Regions from separate parts of the Mus musculus genome. Here region 2 is linked to region 1. A link is a contact called in public HiChIP or PLAC-seq data. All regions are on one chromosome and are shown on one strand. The core of a region is the stretch at or near the end of the contact, and the rest is flanking DNA. Distances in the headings are between cores, read along the strand shown. Region 1 has its middle 100 kb from the start of Gm42395. Region 2 holds the start of Magel2 (melanoma antigen, family L, 2).

The links. HiChIP or PLAC-seq counts read pairs in DNA pulled down with a chosen protein or histone mark.
Region 2: a contact with region 1 is called in an H3K4me3 HiChIP or PLAC-seq map of forebrain, with 7 times the contacts expected there. The contact joins the promoter of Magel2 here to the enhancer-like site in region 1. A contact is called at or near these places in 20 of 39 promoter capture datasets (the 3T3-L1 cell line, the C10 cell line, the HPC-7 cell line and 11 more), 5 of 15 datasets of contacts at CTCF or cohesin (the NIH/3T3 cell line, embryonic stem cells, pro-B cells and 1 more), 130 of 484 Hi-C or Micro-C datasets (3T3-L1-derived adipocytes, the AML12 cell line, the AtT-20 cell line and 61 more), 24 of 115 datasets of contacts at active chromatin or transcription factors (PVALB interneurons, astrocytes, a beta-TC-6 cell line and 15 more) and 4 of 9 other capture datasets (adipose tissue, embryonic stem cells, embryonic tail and 1 more).

The regions. Positions count from the first base shown.
Region 1 is chr7:62,207,753-62,210,678 of GRCm38.p6, reverse strand. No RefSeq gene overlaps it. Among named protein-coding and RNA genes, the nearest start is that of Gm42395, 100 kb to the left of the region's middle. Within about 2 kb of position 1,343, at least 23 of the 459 cell types and tissues checked have an H3K27ac peak or open chromatin away from gene starts, as enhancers often do. A contact at or near this core is called in PVALB interneurons, cerebral cortex, cortical neurons and 6 more, where this site is marked.
Region 2 is chr7:62,375,537-62,378,529 of GRCm38.p6, reverse strand. Magel2 (melanoma antigen, family L, 2) reads right to left here and starts at 1,551. Exons shown (of 1, transcript NM_013779.2): 1 at 1-1,551. The coding sequence starts at 1,180. The region is part of intron 1 of Gm32061 (predicted gene, 32061); the gene reads left to right.

The DNA of each region.
Region 1 (2,926 bases), core at 94-2,593:
TATTTGTCTAGAGAGACAGGTTAATAAACTTGAATGTTTGATAGTGACCTAAGAGAGTCAACTTAACCATTTCTTATACAGATGAGAGAACCAATGTTGTCCAGCTGTTTGACAAGGGTGGATAACGGGTGGCTAGAGGCAACAATTAATGTGTGGATCTGGGGGCTCTGTCTTGACTTGAGAAACAAGAACTAAGAAGTCACCATCTTCAAATCCTCAAATCAAAGGTTTGTTTTTATTGTAATGCAGATAGAATATATGTCAGAAGGTTAAGACATTAAGTAATTCTTGTGTAACTTAAGTATAAAAGACAATCTGTGTTCCTTCTTCCCACTACCTACACGGGACTTGCAGGGACACACCCATAAACACAGTTTCCATTTTCCCTGGTATTTAATTTTTAAGGGATGCATAAAACTTGAATAATAGCTGGTGCTAGGGAGAGCTGCTGGGGAACCAAAAGAACAGTATTAGAACTAGATAGGATGGAAAGGATACATTACTTATAGAAAGAAAATTTGCTCTGAAGATGGAGGGCAAGTTGGTCAGGCAAGGATATGGGGTGAGGAACAACTGTATATATGGCAACAGGCTAGGAGATAACAAGAATCCGCTGAATTTGCAATATAGCAGGGAACCATACGTAGGATACTAGACAGGTGAGAGGATACAGGTAAGGAGGAGATGGGGATGTATCTCCCAGAAGAATTGCTTGTTATATTGCAGAATTTTGTAATTTATTTATCATTACATTTATTCCCTATTATGCTCTCTAAACCAAGATGTCTGTTTTCAAGAAAAGCCCAGAAGGCTCTTTTCAGGGTTATTTCCTCAAAGGCTGGATTTAGGAAGGGTGCAAGTTGCATGGAAATGACTGCTGGGCACTTAGGCTAACAGGCTTCGTCTACCTTTCTTCTGTCTACATTTCTTTCCCTTTTGCCATTTACGAGGACTCCATCCTACCAGGCAAATAAGTTCATGTTAGGTTTTTTTTTTTTTTTTTTTTTTTTTTTTTTTTCCCAAACTATTTTTTTCAGGCTTAGCTAAACTTTCTAGATCAAGTAGTTCAGAATGACAGTTCACATTGCCACCTAGTGTCCACTAGATGGAAGCCGCGAACAGCCTGCCGGGAAGCTGCAGATGGGCAGGGTCTGCAGCTGCGCAGAGAATGAAATGGAGGGTCTAACACAGACAAGGCCAACCACTTCACCAGATGAAAGCCTTTTCAGAGGTAAGGTTTTCAGGTCGCTGGACTGCGCCGATGGGTGATGGGCATTCAGTGTTTGCAGAGGGATTCGATATAAAAGCATAAGTGGAAAGTCACTGTGTTGTGGGAGTCTTCCCTGCATTCTTAGCATAGGTACAGATTGTCTGGTGTCTCTGCATCTTGCTTTGTACTATGCAATGTATTCAAAACGACTTCGTGATTTTTACCTTGTACCTCAAATCATAACGTGTAATTTTACTTTTATTTTCTTTCATATGTCCCCTTACATTCCTTATCAACGTATCCTGAAGTTAAGTATGGTTTTTATTTGCCAATTATTCATAAGGAATTTTAGCAAACAAAGGGAATTGCCATATATTTGTATATTTTTATTTAATCATTGCTAAAGAATTAATATCTGGCCATTTTCAAAGGTACATTTCTGCATGTCCAAAAGCAAAAATCTGTTGGAGATTTGGTGTTTATCTCATTATTTTTGCATATTTCTTTTATCAAATTATCAAACTAATAGTATTCCTATAAAAACTAGATTATATTTGTTTACTTTGATTTCTAAAATATGTTATTTAAATTAAATTATTCCTTGAGGAGTTAATTTGTGTATACAATGTATTTAGAATATGTTCATCCCCAAACTCCCCAAGCTCCTCCCTGCCCCCACTGTGCCCTTCTCAACTCTCCTCCTGCCCCCAAATAAAGTACTGAATCCAGTTAGTGTTCCTTGATGTACATTCTTGAGCCATGCAAGCTACCCCTAAACACAACCCTGAAGAAAACTTACATTCATTTACCTAGTAGCCATCAGTGGTCAGGCTGAGAGTCAAACAGCACACAATCTTTCTCATATGTGGGTTGTAGCCTTGACTTTTTAGATTTGTGTGTTTGGCTTAGAGTTCTGGCAGAAACCAGGAAATGGGGCTATTGGGGTGGGGCGGGTTAAGAGAAGGGGGATACCAGAACACAGGTGTTCTTTTTACTTTTTTTGTGCAATTTTATAACTGTCCTTATGAACATGCCTTAATTATACTTAATTAGATCTTTTCTTTGAGTTTATAGAACATGAATAGTCTACCTCATTTTATTTAATTATACATAGCATCTTTATCAGTGAGAAATTTGACTTCATTGATTTGAGAAATCAACACAAACATTTGATGCAGAGTGGTTACAAAATCAGACGCCCATACTGAGGAAGCAATATTTCTAATAATTAGCAGTATTCTCAGATAATTCTCTTCTCATTTGGGGATGGAATGTCCAGTTATTTTTAAGCTACTTGGGTCATATCCCTTTCCCCACTACTTTCAGAAATCAGGGTTTTTTACAAATATCCAAAAAAGAGTTATTCTGTTTTGTTCAAATTACTCCTTAGGGAAACCCAACCTACTGTTTAATTTATACAGAATGTAGGATTAATCTTTATATTATAAAATTGTATAAAATTTCAAGACAAAACCATAAAAATATTTTAGTGAATTATAAAAATTATCTTCATCTCACCTATGAAACCTTCCCATGACTCAAGTGACTTTGTAGTTATTAATAATTTTATTAGTTCCTACATGTGCTCCTTCACATCACTCTTTTTCCCAGTGTTACATAAATGAGGTTTTGATTTTTCAATCTCATCTTTTCATTTAGTTCTATGCCTCTTGTATAATAAATTACATTTCATGGCTATTTAGACGTGTAATTGGT
Region 2 (2,993 bases), core at 302-2,801, 170 kb before region 1:
CCTGTGTAGCCTGCCATGTCAAAGGCGTTGCTGGCCACCCCTGGGGGGTCACCTGCCAGTTGGGTGTGGTGGCTTGCCAGCCTGGGGGTGTGGCCAGCTGTACCTGGGGGGCTTGTGGTACAGAGGGAACCTGTGGAGGAGCCCTTATGACTTGAGACTGGATTTGTAGGATCAAAGGCTGACCCTGTGGGGCCCAAGTGGCCAGAGGCTGCCCAGGGGGCAGCACTGTCTGAGCCATTGGTGCTCCTGATACTGGAGTCTGAATGATTGGACCTCTGGCACCTGGAGGATGGATCATCACGACACCAGGACCTGGAGGCTTGGCCATCGGAGTAATCGAAGGTGCAGGCTGGGTCATCAAGGCAGCCTGTGGAGGTGGCTGGACCATCGGAGCTCCCGGAGCAGGCGGCTGGACCATCAGGACTCCCGGTGTCAGCTGCTGGGCCATCAGGACTCCTGGAGTTGGCTGCTGGGCTATCGGTGTCCCCGTAATGGGAACATGCGGCATTGGAGTTCCATGTGGTCCCCCATGGACCATCGGGGCTCCATGAGTGAGAGGATGCACCATCGGGTTCCCCGGTGGAGGATGGGTCATAGGGTTCCCAGGAGGAGGATGGTGACCCATCGGAGTCCCAGGAGGAGGTGGGTGGGTCATTGGGGTCCCAGGAGGAGGAGGAGGAGGAGGGGGAGGAGGAGGAGGAGGAGGGTGCGCCATCGAGGTCCCGGGAGGGTGTGTCATCGGGGTTCCTGGGGGAGGAGGATGAGCCAAAGGGGCCCCCGTGACAGAAGGATGTAGCATCAGGACTCCCGGAGTTGAAGACTGGGCCATGGGGGCTCCCGGAGGGGGCTGATGGACCATCAAGACTCCAGGAGTTGGAGGCTTGGCCATCCCCCCTCCGAGCGGTGGAGCCTGGACCATTGGGGCCCCTAGACCAGGAGGCTGGGCCAGCTGAGCCACTGGGGCAGGCAGCTGGCCCTCCGGAGCCTCCCAGGCAGGTTGAGGAGCCTGCCAAGCAGCCATGGGAGCCTGCAAGTCCACTGGAGGTGGATCCCAGGGGACAGGAGGAGCCCGGGAGGAAGCAGGCGGAGCCCGCATCAGAACCGTAGGGCGGCTATGGACTGCAGGCACTGGGGACTCCGGAGGGCTGGAATCCCCCAGATTCGTACTTAGCTGCGACATGTCCCTTGCTTGACTGGTGGTGGCCCGTCTCCGGTTGCTGCGCTTTTTCTTCCAGTGCTGAGCATGCCGACGTGGCTGTCCAGGATCCCCCTCCAGCTTGAAGGCTGAATAGGAAGCCGGTGCAGACTGGCGTGTTCCGCGGTTCTCTCCGCAGCTCTCAGCGAGCGCAGCTGGGCTCTCTCAGCAGCTCTCAGCAAGCACTACCTGGCTGGCACCGCAACTCTCAGCGAGCGCTGCCTGGCTAGCACCGCAGCTTTCAGCCAAGTGCTACTGCCTGGCTTGCTCCGCCACGCAGCTCACAGCTCTCAGCTCACAGCTCGCAGCGCAGCTCACACAGAGTGTCGGCTGGCTCTGCAGCTCTCCGCAGTAAGAAGGAGGGGGGAGGGGGCTCAATCCCGCCCCTTCCCCGCCCCCGACCACCACAAGTGGATTGTTCAGAGGGGCGTCTACCAAAGTCCCGACTGACTCAATATCCCTTCTCCTGCGGTATAGATCCTCAACTAAGCTAGTTCATACTCTTTAAGCAAGAGTTTATATAGGCAAGTGATAGGGACAGATTTACGGTTCAAAAAAAATCACTGTGCTGCATTATGAAGTGGGAATAAACCACTAGCAACATGGAACATGTCCAAAGGTGGGGGTAGTGGTGTGGTCTGAGCTCAGAAACGAAGTACATTGACGTAAGAGGGACTGGGGAGCTATTCGAGACAGCTATTACAATTTAACGAAGGTGTAGAAAAAAATGACTGTATTCAGGTATCTGTCTCGGGTGTGTGAATTTCCTGGAGTAGTTTATTCTGTCAAGTAACTGAAGGGCAGGAAGCACATGCAGGGTAAGGGGAGTTGATGAATATTTGCTAGGACATGAGTCAGTCAACCCAGGGATAACATAGGTGGTCTATTATAACTGTATTCATTACGAGGATCCGAGAATCAAGTTTGCCCATTCTTTATCAAAACATAGTAGTAGTAGTGGATACAATTGTTTAAAAGTGTGTTCAGAGGGGGGAAAATCTAAACTCATCTAGAAGAATACTGACTACATCGTAGAATCGGGTAGAGAAAAGACGAGCCAATTAGAGAGGAAAGAAAAGGAACCTTGGAAGTAAATTAACAGAAATTCACGGAGGCAGAAGTTTAAACGCGGGAAAATCAACTTCTAAAGTGGGTGAGATGAGACAATAGAGTGTGAAAGACATCCTGAAAATAACAATAATTAAAAAATGAAGCAATGTGCTGGAAATTAGTTCTAGAAAAATGGAGAGTATAAGAAAAGTTTTCTGGAAAATCAGCTAAAAAATGGACATATACCATGTTAACAAATAAAGAGGTACCCATCAAAATTACTGCATATTGGTATTCTTTCTCCCCAAAATTAAGTGGCAATCTCAGTTTAGGTCAAGTTTAGTGGTTTATAGACGGTAACTAGCATTATGATTCCTTTACAAGGAGTGGTTTGCAGCCTAGGGCAGTCGTCCAAGGTGAGGAAAGAAACCACTAGGGGGCAGAAGAGAATGTTGAAGGCTGTACCCAACTCTTAACATACCTTCAGCACATGCTCCTAAATAGTTTTGTTGTTGTTGTTCGTTTTTAACTGGTGGGCCATAAAGAAGAAATATGCCCCAGGATGACTGACCGTTTGTTAAATAATTATGGCAGAATTTGGGGCTCATATTTCAGAGACCATCCAGTCTTTGAAAGCATGTTACACCAGAGATTCATGACAATCTCTCACTTCTATGTACATGCAAAACAAGGTTGCCTTCTAAGCAGAAATGACTTTCCATAGAATGAACACTTCAATGTTGTCATG